Regions from separate parts of the Sus scrofa genome. Here regions 1 and 3 are each linked to region 2. Evidence: chromatin contacts called from public Hi-C data. All regions are on one chromosome and are shown on one strand. The core of a region is the stretch at or near the end of the contact, and the rest is flanking DNA. Distances in the headings are between cores, read along the strand shown.

Region 1 (4,804 bases), core at 2,299-4,798, 170 kb after region 2:
ATTTCCACCTGCAGTGTAGGAGGGTTCCCTTTTCACCACACCCTCGTCCACATTGTTATTTGTAGACTTTTTGATGAAATCCACTCTGACAGGTGTGATATCTCATTGTGGTTTTGATTTGCATTTCTCTGCCAATTATTGATGTTGAACATCTTTTCATGTACCTCTTGGCCATCTGCAGGTCTTCTGAATGTGCAGTTCTTATGTGCAGTGCCTTTTGCCCTTAGCCTCACTGATTGCACTGTCTTCCCCAAGGTCACTCAGGTCAGCACCTCTTTTTCCCTGTGCCTTTCAGGGAGGTTCTTTCACACATTTGTGATGGAGTTAGGTTCTTTGGTTACAGTTTGCTTTCCATCCTGGGATCCCTGGCTTCCTTGAAGCCTTCCATGGCTTCCTCACCCTTCTCAAGCTCCCTCAGCTGCTGGGTGGGGAATGAACTTCAGAAAGTTGAGTCAAGGCTAAAGGACAGAGAGGGGCCGACCCAGCACCCAGGTGTGAGGCTTTAGCCTTGGGTGGCTGCCTCGGTGATGAGAACATGTAGAGGAGATGAATTTGGATATATGTTGTATGGATGATATGTTCTTTTTCTTTTTTTATTTTTTAGGGCTGCACCCACAGCATATGGAAGTTCCCAAGCTAGGGGTCCAGTCAGAGCTGCAGCTGCCAGCCACAGCCACAGCCACAACAACACTAGATCTGAGCAGCGTCTGCAACCTACACCACAGTTCATGGCAATGCCAGATCCTTAACCCACTGAGTGAGGCCAGGGATCGAACCTGCATCCTCATGGAGACTAGTTGGGTTCTTAACCCGCTGAGCCACCACAGGAACTCCCTGGATGTGAGATACATTTTTGCAGTGAGTATAAAGGTGTCCAAAGGACCTTAAAGATAGTCCTAAAACCAGAAGGCTCGCCCTCCTCCCTCCCAGACCCCGGTGGCGTATTAAGCTGGGAAGGAGTCTTTAAGTGTGGCAGACATCACCTTATCCCATAGAATCAGGCTTCATAGCAAGAGCACGCTATTATTCATGCGGATGGTATCTTTCAGTGCAGATGCGTCGTGTCCCCACTCGTCCTGGGTACCAACAATAAACACAGTCTGCCGGGCTGTTTCAAACTGTCATGAGGCGAGGGAGATGTCACTCACCTCTGCATCTGGTCAGCACCGGGAACAGCTGAACTGGGTCTGGCAGAGGGAACAATATATACACTTTCTGCTCCTTTGATAGATTTGTTTGCGGGAAATGTTCTGGTGATTAATGAGCCATTTCCTTACTGATACACCACACGTGTCACCGTTAACAAATGATTCTGGGGCAGCCTTGGCGAAGCCCCGCCCTGGGCGGATCCAGGACGAGGTCAAGCCCAAGGCTGGACAGCCCTGGGGAGGAGCCTTACCCTGCAGACTGGGGGGACAGTTGGGCAGGGCAGGGCGCCTGGGGAGCCCACGAGGGGCCGACTGGGGAACCCTGGGTGCAGGACTCAGGGTTTGTTTCCGTTCCTTCCAGTATTTTTCCTCCTGATGGACGCTGCGAGGGCGAGTTCTCTCTTTAAGGGGAGCGGTACTCCTCCCACTTGTGGTCGTGTGTTTTGTGTCTTGGACCCACTACTGGCTTTTCCAGGGCTGTGATGGGCCTCATGCAGCATCTGGGGACTCTGTCCTATGACTTAGGATGAGAAGATGCGATGGACAGCCTTGAGTCCCCTAGTACGCTTGCCCACAGACTCCCTATTGTCACACTGTGTCCATGTGGAGTCTCTTGAGTGCTTACTGTGAGGCCACTGTTCTCTGAGTCCCCATGGGACGGTCCCCAAAGAGGCCCCTGCCTTTGTGGGGCTCACAGCTCCAGCAGGACTGACTGCCAGGGGATGGGGTCCGTGAGCCAAGCAAGAGCCCCTCCTGGCTCAGGTCTCTTATCCTCAGGCTCTGCAGAGTCCCAAGGGTCACCTCGCAGCCTGGCTTGAAGTGGAGGTTCCCCGGGCGATGGGAGAAGGAGCCCCTTCCTGCTGAGCAAGTGCATCTGTGCCTGTGTATACATGTGTCTTGGGCGCGTGTGTCTGGGTGCCTGCGTGTATGCACGTGTGTCTGTGTGTGTGCGTGTTTTCACCAAGGTTAAGGTGCACCCCAGTCCCAACCCACACCTGCCACATCTGGGCAGGTGGGTGAGAAGCCCACTCTTCTGAGAGTTTGACCAGACTGATTCCCCAGCGTTAATCCCGGCTGCTCTTGATGTGGTTGTAGGAAAATCCTATTCTTCACATTTGTTGGCTGCCCTCCAAGAGAAAGGCATGTCATCCAGGGAGGAGCAGAGCTTCAGGTCCAAGGTCAGGGCAGGGGTCCCTCCCTGGAAGGGATTAGCCAGGGAAATGGGAGTGTCCACCGGCCCCAGGGAGCCCTGGGGGCCTGGACAGTTTCTGACCCAGAGATAGGAATGGGGCACATGGCCAGGTGCAAAGCAAATGAAGGCTGGGGGTGTGGGCCCAGAACATTGGACATATTACCGGAAGGCAGGGTTGGAGACGGCCTGGTCATGGCAGGTGGGAACTCCTTCGTTAGATGTCACAGGGCTTTATAAAGAGCCATGACTCTGTCCCAGAGGGAAAGCTAGCCTGTCAGGACCTGGACACCGGCTGCCTCCTCTGCCTCATCCTGGGCGGGTTTAGGAGGTCAATGCCGCCTGAGCCCAAACTCATCCTCACAGTTGCACCGCAGTTAGATTTTGGTACTTTGTGCAAACTCACAGTTGGAAAATCTGGTTCAAATGGACCCCTGTGCAGGAGAGGAAACCAGGTCCTGGAGAAGGCAAAGCCCAAGACACCTCAGTCCAGCTCACCTGTGCTCATCGTCAGCTACGAGGCCTCCAAGGCTTCGAATGGGCAAATTCACACACTTCCACGTTTTGGATACCTTCAGTCCCTGAACTACCGTTTTTCTCACCCATTCGCTCTAAGTCTGTTCTCTCTGTGGCTCCTCGCTGACTCGGAGCTGGTTCTTCTTCCCTTCTGGCCCCTCCCCCTTTAACTTCCCTCTTTGCTCCTGGCTCATGGAGCCTCTACCCCACGTCGGCAACCGTCAGCACTCTGGAGTTGCAAATAGCAGAAGTATTATTGCACTTAGGTTTGCAAATCATAGAAGCATTATTTGCTTTTGGTGGCCACCTAAAGCAAAATAATGTTTCATAGAAAAAAATAGAATGTTTGAGTTCCCACTGTGGCCCAATGGGATCTGCCGCACTGGGATGCAGGTTCGATCCCTGGCCTGGCACAGTGGATTAAAGACCGGCATGGCTGCCATCTGCAGCATATGTCACAACTGGATCTGATCCCTGGCCTGGGTACGCCACATGCTGCAGGGTAGCCCCCCCCCCAAAAAAAAGAACAAATGGAATGTCACGCAAGAGAAAGACAGCCAAGTGCCAGCAGTGCAGTGGGGCGTCTAGATAGCCAGAACTAATTGGCAGACTCCTCGGGGCCAAGCCCCTATGATTAACAAGTCTGAGCTAAGTTCTGACCTTGAGGCACTCCACTTGCTGTTCAAATGTCAGAGAGAATGGAATGTGTCTGGCCCACGTTCCCACGCTGATGGCGCGGGATGGATTTGGGGTGATGGTGACGCGGAAGACGGTGGGTCTTCAAAGGTGATTAAGGGTAAAGGTGAATGGGAGCTGGGCAGGCAGACAGGCCCGTGCCCCTTGGCATGCCTCAGACAGGACCCAGACACGGTGAAAAGACAAAGCATGCTGCCGGCGGGGCAGGGCACTTCAGAACGTCGCCACGATCCGATCCTCTGTGAAAAACGTCATGCGCTCAGGCTGATAACCCCATTTCCCGGGAATCAGCCTGTGCTAACCTTTCATGGCAGGACGGAGCAAGGCTGATGGATTTTGTTTATGGGAGCTGACCATTTAGTAATCTTGCTGCGACGCACCAGCCATTGTCCCACAGGATGTGAGATAAGAGTCGCTGGCAGCAGGAAGGGCGCGTCTCAAACCATGGATGTTTTCAGCGAGGAATTTGATGGAGGAAGAGCAGGGCTTCTCTCAGAAACTGGAGATCAGCATCTCTTCAAAGCCCAAGGTCAGCCCTGACCTGGAGCACACATGTGGGCAAATTGGCTCAGGAAAGAACTAGACTAAGGGGGGCGGGTTTGCCTACCTGTCCGGGGATGACCCCCCCCTCCGATGGACATCAGCTAATCTCCCTGAGCCTCAGTTTTCTCACCTTTAAATGAAGCTGGTGGTTCAGGTAACAAGCCTCACCCTAACCTCCGAGTTTACAGCCCAAAGGCCAAGGCTGGACAAGGCACGATGCTGTTCATAACTCCATCCTAGGACGTCCATCTCTGCGCTTGACTACTGTGTGTGTGTGTGTGTGTGTGTGTGTGTGTGTGTGTGTGTGTGTGTGTGTGTCTAGTGTGGTACCTGGTCATTTCCTCCGTGGCAGGAATTCTTATGCATATCTGTACCCAGCACACCGGTAGAGTGATTGATGCGTAATACACTCGCATTGGAGATTTGTTGAATGAATGAATGAATGAAGATGCCTCCCAGGCCAGACTCCATACCTTGGGGGATGCCAGGGCATCAAGCCTGAGATGGGCCCTCTTTCACACAGAGCATCCCTCAGAGGTGAAACACCTAGCTCAGGTGTGCTGGTGCGACAACCCCGATGCCACCACTGTGGTGTAGTTCAGGAAACGTCTCTCTGGAGCCTTCTGAAAAAGAAGATTGTGACCCACATGGAGGGATGGGGTCAGCTGGGGCCATCACATTTCTGGAAGCAACTGAGAATTTGGTAGAAGGA
Region 2 (4,395 bases), core at 668-3,167:
AGTGAAGGTTCCTGCCTGTGGTGTCACATTCTTGGAATTTATATTTAATTACTATAAAAAGACCAAGTAATGCCTTCTATGTGATTATATCACCAACACTCCTTTCATTTCAAAAAGAAAAAAAAAGAATGGATGTGTGTACATGTACAAATGAGTCACTTTGTTTTGCAGCAGAAATTATCACAACATTGTAAATCAATAAAAATTCAATAAAAATTTTAAAAAGTGTACCTAAGTCCTTTAGTAAAATGGATGAAGAAGATGTGGTACATATATACAATGAAATATTACTCAGCCATAAAAAAGAATGAAATGCCATTTGCAGCAAAATGGATGCAACTAGAGATTACAACACTGAGTGAAGCAAGTCAGACAAGATAAATATCATATGATATCGCTTACATGCGGAATATAAAAAAATGATACAAATGAATTTATTTACAGAACAGAAATAGTCTCACAAACATAGAAAAAAACTTAGGGTTACCAAAGAGGAAAGGCAGAGAGGGATAAATTATGAGTTTAGTATTAACATATACACACTGCTGTGTATAAAATAGATAACCAGCAAGGACCTACTATATAGCAAAGGGAACTATACTCAATATCTCATAATAACCTGTAATGGAAAAGAATCTGAAAAAGAATATCTATATATTCTTCTTCAGATATACGTGTGTGTGTGTGTGTGTGTGTGTGTGTGTGTTTGAATAACACTGCTGTGTACATGAAACTAACACAACATTGTAAATCAACTACAATGATGTGTAAATCAATTTTATTTTTAAAAGATGCATTATCTGTTTTCAAAAAAGATGGCCTCTGATATAGGATGTATATCCTTCCAAATTAACAATACAGCAACATAAATTAGAGAGTGAGAACCTAAAACGAGGAGCAAGAAAACAGGTGCAGGAGAACAGGCAATGCATTTGGAATAAACATTTAATTAGCTCTGTGCTTCCCAGAAGAGAGCAGGGAAAAAATGAGAGTGATGATGTCATGGTTTCCATAGCAGCCGCTGGGAAGTATTTCAGTTCCTCCAGGTTGACTAAAGGTTTTCAGGCTGCAAATTATTAAAATAAAAATTGACCTGGACTTCCACTGTGGGATAACATCGGGTAACATGATGAGAAGAGGCGTAAACAGTGCTTTTACAGGAAACCCAAGAGCTGTTTTCTCACGATGCTTGCTCGTACAATAAACCCGGATAAAAGGCCAGAGCACAGTATGAAAGTTAACTCCGCAAACAGGATTCTGGATGAGGTTAGATTTATGTGGTCCAAGAACGTAGCCTATAATTTTCTAACTCAATGCAAAGATTTTCTAATCTTTGGATCTCAGAATCAAGAAATTCCAACACAATGCAACGAGAGAATGTGAGAACAAGAGACAGGAGGGTAGCGTGTTGGTCCAGGACAGGACAGCTCGCGGGTAGCTGGGACTAGTTTGGCGTCCCCAAGAGGGGCTTGAGATGTACAACTCTGTGTGGCTGGTGGCCGGCAGGCTGAGGACTTGGGACTCCAGGATCTGGGGCGGGGGGAGCAGGACGGCGCCCTTCCTTCCAACATTGAGAAGGCGAAGCCTGCTTTCCTCAACTTGGGGAGGGCCAGGCCAGGCGAAATCTGAGCTTTACTTCATTGTTGGAACTGTTCGAAGTTTAAATCTGGTCTTTTAAGGAAACTTGAGAGATCACGTAGGCCTGGAATGTCTCCTGAGAAAGTGCCACCCATTCCCAGTCATCGGAGGCCCAAGGAGGCCTTGGAGACTTTCTCAGGTGGCTGGAACAGGAGAGGATGCCAAGACCTCCCTGCGATAACTGAGTGGACACACTGAGTTGTTTAGGGATGTACTGAGTGATGAGCATCGGGCCTTGAAGAGCATCTGTAAAGACAGTGACCCCAGGTCTGGGGTCGTTCGGCATGAGTAGTCAGTTCTTCCTGGTTGTGGTTGGATCTTGCAAGGTCATTCCTAGTTCATGATCATAAAACTGTGTCATCAGCAAAAGGAGATTTATCCTCGTCCGTATGACGCTGGGGGACACACACCCAGTCTTGCAAAACTCTCTTAGACTATTAAGATACAAGTTCACGGGTAAGATTACGAGGAAACCAGACGGAAACCTGGTTTCACAGAGTTTGTGACCCCGACCCGCTCTGCTGGGTCACCATTCCTGCCCCTTCTTAACATACTGTGGTTTTAAAATGCAGCGCTTGCCATAACCCTGAAAGCTGAGGATTCTATCATTATTTTCTGCCCTCTGCACCTTTGGTTTTTAGCGTGTTTCAGATTTCTAACTTCTAACACCTTCACTTCCTCAACTCCTGATTTGCTCCCGGACTGTCCCAGAAAACTCCTAAATAGTTCGAACGCTGTTCCAGATGAAAATTGCTCTGAGAAAAATCACCGGTACCTCCCAGGCACACACGCTCTCTGCCTGTCAGCTGCATTTCATTAGCTACAGACATTTCTCAAGCGCTTCATTTGGACCACAAATAGGAAGTTGCTGACCATCCACGGGTCTCTGGGAGAGAATCACCACGCCAAGATGCTGGAGTCAGCACACAGGGCCTCAGAACAGACCCCTTGGCCGGGAGACAAAGGAGAGGGGCCGCGTGTGTTTACCAGTGATTTAATGAGGCCGGGAGATTCTCAGTTCTGGGCCAGAAATAGTAGAACAAAACACGACATGGTCAAAGACGCAAAAATGGGGAAATCCCTTCATTTGGAAAAAACGAAGGGCTGTAGTGGGGAGCAGAGAATGATACCGCTTTCGGAGTTTTTCTAAAGTTATTTGCTTAAAATATATTCCTTTGGTGTTTGCCCCGGATTCCTACTTGGCACTGAACTTTGGCCAATTGCCTTGAAGAACAGGGCTGAATGGAGCCTTCACACAAGCCCGGTGGGGGCAGGGGGTGGGGGGTGGGGAGGCCACTCAGTGTCATTGACCAAGGGTCCCTGTAGGCACAAGGCTTTCCGCTGTCCAAGACTTCTCCCTTCCCCACCCTCAGCTACCCACCTTCTCCGGGAAGACGCTCCTTAGCCCTGAACCTCTGGAATGGAATTTAGCCTCCAACCACCATTGTTATTTTTCCTCCAGCTAAAACCTTGTCTTCATCAAGCTGGGTGGTCCTAGTACAACAGAAGAGCTAGAAGAATGTCAATGATTTATAGAATTCATAGATACTATCAGCAAAGGGGTAAACCAACATATGCTTCCATTCAGAGTGTAAATGTTTGTTGTTACAAGATTATTCTTAAGTATCATTTTTAGGACACCGGATCACACCGTCAAAGGTTGGACATGACTCAAAGAATTTTATTAGTGCACATCTCCGTTTCTATTGGGTCCTTGTGCCTTTCCCTCTTCTTTGTCTCTAAGACAGCTTTAAAAACTTCATGAAGAGTCCTAAGAAATAGCTCTGGAAAATAGATCTGCGTGCCTACATTGTCGCGCGATTTCATAGAGATTTGAGGGGTTAGCACAGTGACTCCTGGCCACTGGGGGCTGCCCGTATGAGCGTTAGATTTTAGAAATGCACCCCTCTTCTTCTAGAATAGAAATGTGACTTAAAAAAACAAGCACAGGGATTTCCCCTTGTGGCTCAGTGGGACCTGACATAGTATGCATGAGGATGTGGGTTCAATCCCTGGCCTCGCTCAGGGGGTTAAGGATTCGGGATTGCTGCGAGCTGCAGCATAGGTTGCAAAGGCTGCTCAGATCTGGTATTGCTGTGGCTGTGATGTAGGCTGGCAGCTGCCATTCTGATGTGACTCCCAGCCCGGGAGCTTCGATATGCTGTGGGTGCAGGTGTAAAAAAGCAAAAAAAAAAAAAAAAAGCAAAAAAAACAAAACAAAACAAAACATGCATGGGGTTAGAATTTCTTGGCATAGGGGACATCTAAGATGCCCTTGTGGGGTTAATGAACAAGGAGCTAACAATTGCCGACTCACAAGTTCCGCCTAGTAGTAAGGAAGGCTATTTGCAGAGACAGGAGGTCAAGGAGAAAACGGAAGGGAGAAGCAAGAATCCATGAGCCTGTGGACTGCGTGCCCGTCATCGGAACGCAGAACAGTTGGAAGCTGATTTTTGGTAGCATAGACCCCCAAATTATTTCATAATTTATTTAGTTATTTATTGGCCTCACCTGTAGCATGTGGAAGTTCTGGGACCAGGGATTGCACCCGTGCCACAGCAGTGACCCATGCCCCAGCAGTGATAACGCCGGATCTTTAACCTGCTGAGCCACTGGGGACCTCCAAGATTCCTTTCATTTGGGTCTAATAATGAAGCACAAAATGCACAGACTTATTATCAGGAGTTTATGTCTGCCCATTCCACTCATGTTAGTAACTCCTACAAAATGATATCTTCCGTAGAGGAATTAGGAACA
Region 3 (4,475 bases), core at 330-2,829, 220 kb after region 2:
AGAGCCCACACGGGGGACTTCAGGAGGGAGTGTAGGATGTTGCCCATCCTTGGGGGCTACTGAGATTCAGACTTAGTTCCTATCACGTACCACGGAGGCGGTTAATTTATTTAGTCTCTCTGAAGTTCTATTTCCTGAGTGGTCAAATATGGGTACCAACGGTTGCAAGTCCTGCAAGATGGAATGAGGATTAAATGAGATCATGAAAGGCTCACACTAAACTTTCAGCTCTATGATAACCACGTCTTGAGATTCTCATGACATCTGAAGGTGGATGCGCCAGATAGTAAATGAGCTGCCCAGGGCGCTCGAGCAGGCGGGACAGTGGTCTGGGCTGGACTGGCTTCAGAAGCTGATGACAGTCCCAGAGTGGCGTGTGCCGTCCACCCAGCGATTTCAGAAGGGACTCTCCTCAAGCCTCGGCAACCAGGCTGCCGGGCACACCCCGAGGAACTGTGGGGAGTTTTGAGCAGGGAACAGCCACATTTCAACTTTGATTCTTTAAATCTGATTAATTGAAGAAGATCTAACTCTGCTCCTAAAAATGTCTTAAAAAAAAAAGTTATTGAAAATCTAAAGATTAATACAAAGACCTTTGCAAGGAATCAGATATAAGAGAAATATACAGCGGAGAGAAAGTACCAAAGTCATTAGTCATGAAAACATAGAAAACAAACAAATACATCCGTTTTGGAATTCAAGATCCTATTCACAGAAGACTCAAGGATTTGAAACGATAAGAAGTCCAATTGTGTACACGTGACACCATCATAAAAAACTACCCTGCAAAATTACCAAAGAGACACTCTGTAAATTGTTACCAGATGAATGAGCAAAACTAGAAGGCCTTATTTTGTGGTTGAAAAAAAGAAGAAAAATTTAGTGGAGAAATATTGTGCTCTATTTTACAGACATAATATGATTCCAATCCATTTAAAGTATATACAGAGTCCTTTTAAAAAATTTTATTGGTGTATGGCTGACTTACAATGTTGTATAGTTTCAGGTGCTCAGCAAAGTGAATCGGTTATGCATTTATCCATTTTTTTTTTTTTTTTTTAGGACTGCTCCTCCAACACATGGAAGGTCCCAGGTTAGGAGTCGAAATACAGATTGGAGCCGCAGCTGAGGCTTTTGCCACAGTCACAGTAACACCAGATCTGAGCCACATCTTGGACCTACACCGCAGCTTGTGGCAACACTGGATCCTTAAGTCACTGAGCGAGGCCAAGGATCAAACCCGCGTCCCTACAGACATCATGTGGTGTTCTCAACCCGCTGAGCCACAGCAGGAACTCCCATTCTTTTTCCCGTGTAGGTTATTACTGACTGTTGAGTACGTTTCCCTGAGCTCTACAGTAAGTCCTTGTTAATTATCCATGTGATACTCAGCAGCGTAGTGCGTATATGTCATTCCTGCCTTTTTCCTGTAACTAAGCTGCGTGACGATAAACTCATTCAGCAGAGTAACGTAGGCGGGGGTGGGGGCTTCCCACGAAGCTAAGGAGGACAAACACTCAGGGCTCCTCCTTTTCTCTGGGCCTTCACAAAGGGAGCTTGCACATTGTGAGCTGATCATTTTGTCTTGTTTTTCTTGAGATGGTCCCCAAATTGCGTAAGCTTCCTGTTTCACAGAACCTGGAGCCTTCCCTGTGTGAATTTCTTAAGTAGAGGAAATGAATCGAAGCCTCGCCTTTTTAGATAACAAAGTATTAACTCTTGGAACGGTAATAGAAGCCAAGTGGAATTGTTAGGAAAGAGAAGCAAGATGGATAGGTAGACTATGCTTAGCAGCCCTGGCCCAGGATAATATATCGTTGTATAATCCTCTGAGAACAAATGGGTTGGGCTGAACTGCCATTTAAACAGCACTGGGGGAGTTCCCACTGTGGCTCAGCAGTAACAAACCCAACTCATATCCATGAGGACACAGGTTCGATCCCTGGCCTCACTCAGTGGCTTGAGGAACCGGCATTCCGAGAGCTGTGGTGTAGATTACAGATGTGGATCGGATCCTATGTTGCTGTGGCTGTTGTGTAGGCTGGCAGTGGTAGCTCTGATTGAACCCTTAGCCCGGAAACTTCCATATGCTGCAGGTGCAGCCCTAAAAAGCAAAAGCAAGCAAGCAAGCAAGCACTGGGATAATCTGGTAGCAATTTGGAGAAAAACTAATTTATAGCTATCTTTACACCATAATCCTTGAGTAAAGAAGGTTGTTTGATCATTACACGCATATCCATAAAGAAAAATCAGCAGAAAACACCCCCCTTTTGAAGAAATGATAAATAACATACTTTTTTCCACTTTAAAGGAGGCAAGAAGTAAGCTGATGAACAATTCAATTTTTCAATTTTTACTATATTGCTTAACATAAAAGGACTAGAGAAAAATGTATAGCGAAACATTAGATAAAACATTTGCATGAATTATGTCAACAAATAAGATAATAGTGATAATGTCCTTTGAATATACTCATAAATATTTGGAAGGATTTAAAGACCCTCAAAAGAAATGCGTCAAGGCCAAGTACAAAAATATATGCTCATAAAAGAAAGTAAAAATAAGAAACCAACACTTGAGAAAGAAAGAAATATAAAAGCAACTGCGAAGTACAGCTTTAAACTTAAATTAGAAAAATAGGGTGAATAATAACATCTGTTGCTGGTGACATTGAGATTAAACTAATACACACATGTGTGTGTAAAGCGCAGTTAATTGTATTCATTTGTAAATTAATCCAAACCCCTTGTGGATGACTATAGTATGGCAAATACATTTTTTTAACCTAATTTCTTCCCACGACGGAAATTTATCTGGAAGGAATGTTAAAGGAAATGGTTAAAGAGAAGATAGAAACTTAATTTAAGAAGGTAATTACTGACATAACATCTGTTAGGAAGAAAAACCTTCAATATAAAATAACAGAGACATAGAGAAGTAAATTTGGACACTTGAATTTGATGGAATAGTACGCGGTATTTAAGCACAACTGTGAAAAGACCAGGTAGAAACTCAGGGCAAAGGTATAACAGAATATAAAAGGAACCAATTACGTGGGCACAGAATCATGGCGGTCAGAATTCACCTCCACCCCTGAACCACCAGAGCAGAGAACAGGAAGCTACACCCAGCGTCACTTTGCTCCCCGGGGGAGAGGTGTATGATGCGGAGGAGAGAAGGGAGTTCAGGGCGGACGGGATATTGCCAGATAGCACAACCACTCTAAGTAAGAAAATAGTGGGGTCCCCATATTTTATAAAATAATCTACACTCCCATACTGGGGTTCTTTTATAGAGTCTGTCTGTCAGGGCTAGACGCTCTTAAACGTCCAAGCCAGAAGGAAGATGTCCGTTACCTGCAAATAAACCATGCGATCTTGGCAGGCAATTTTTAAACATCAAAAGAGGGCTCTAGGAATTCCAAGTGAAAACTGAAGTCTTACTTTCATTTACTTGAAAGAGTTTTCTTTCTTCTCACCCTCTCTTGCGGTCAGAGACCACTCTGCAACATCAAATAGAATGTTATTTTCCACTTGGGGGGAAATTTGGCTCAGCGTGACGTTTGCCTTCCCAGCTTCAACCTTTGGAGCCAAGTTCCAGTCAGGAAATGAATTTTTATAGCACAGTTAAAAGTAAGGAGTGGGAACCCTGTGAAATCCTTAAGTCTTCGGCTTTATCACACTCTCCTTCACGTCATCGGTCAGATGGGACAGGATTCCTGGTTCCCAGCAGCCCCGGAGGCTGTGGCCGCTGCCCAGGCATCTCCACCTAAGTTCATGTTCCTGTAGAGCAAAATGGAACACTTTACTGCAAGTTTTGATGGAACATACCATTTATAGAATGAACACTTCAATGCGGTGAATCAAACAGAAAGGCTCTGAACATAGGGATAAGTAAATAGCATTTAGGGTCTTTTTTTTTTTTTTTTGCTTTTTAGGGCCACACCCATGGCATATGGATGTGGCCCTAAAGGCCAGGGGTCAAACTGGAGCTACAGCTACTGACCTACACCACAGCCACAGCCACACCAGATCCAAGCTGCATCTGCAGCCTACACCACAGCCTCACAGCAACGCCAGATCCTTAACCCACTGAGTAAGGCCAGGGATCAAACTGGCAACCTCATGGATCCTAGTCTGGTTCATTAACCACTGAGCCATGAAGGGAACTCCCTGGGCTCACTTTTTTCTATTGAAAGTTTTTTACAGGTATCCATAGTTTGTTTGCAGTGTAGACATGTGTTTTGAGGCCTTCTTGAGAAGATGCTGTCACAGTCCATCATATTCGCTTTGGGGGATTCAGGACAGAGTCCTCAAATTTTCATATGAAATTAGGACTTAGAACACTGCCTGAGATATGGTAAGCACTAGTGTTCAGCTATCATTATCATTATTATGTGGGGTATATGTGTTTTCTGAGACATAACCAACAATAGAGTGTTTTAGAGGAGAATCAATGGGCTCAAATCGAGTATC

The links. Hi-C and Micro-C count contacts between places; a contact is called where the count stands out from the background.
Region 1: a Hi-C map of liver shows a contact between it and region 2, with 7 times the contacts expected there. The contact joins two enhancer-like sites. A contact is called at or near these places in 1 of 47 Hi-C or Micro-C datasets (liver) and 1 of 2 datasets of contacts at active chromatin or transcription factors (skeletal muscle).
Region 3: a contact with region 2 is called in a Hi-C map of liver, with 3 times the contacts expected there. The contact joins two enhancer-like sites. A contact is called at or near these places in 1 of 47 Hi-C or Micro-C datasets (liver) and 1 of 2 datasets of contacts at active chromatin or transcription factors (skeletal muscle).

The regions. Positions count from the first base shown.
Region 1 is chr15:136,705,348-136,710,151 of Sscrofa11.1, forward strand. No RefSeq gene overlaps it. Among named protein-coding and RNA genes, the nearest start is that of COPS8, 120 kb to the right of the region's middle. Within about 2 kb of position 3,549, at least 12 of the 83 cell types and tissues checked have an H3K27ac peak or open chromatin away from gene starts, as enhancers often do. A contact at or near this core is called in liver, where this site is marked.
Region 2 is chr15:136,534,259-136,538,653 of Sscrofa11.1, forward strand. No RefSeq gene overlaps it. Among named protein-coding and RNA genes, the nearest start is that of ACKR3, 170 kb to the left of the region's middle. Within about 2 kb of position 1,918, at least 16 of the 83 cell types and tissues checked have an H3K27ac peak or open chromatin away from gene starts, as enhancers often do. A contact at or near this core is called in liver, where this site is marked.
Region 3 is chr15:136,754,967-136,759,441 of Sscrofa11.1, forward strand. No RefSeq gene overlaps it. Among named protein-coding and RNA genes, the nearest start is that of COPS8, 71 kb to the right of the region's middle. Within about 2 kb of position 1,580, at least 7 of the 83 cell types and tissues checked have an H3K27ac peak or open chromatin away from gene starts, as enhancers often do. A contact at or near this core is called in liver, where this site is marked.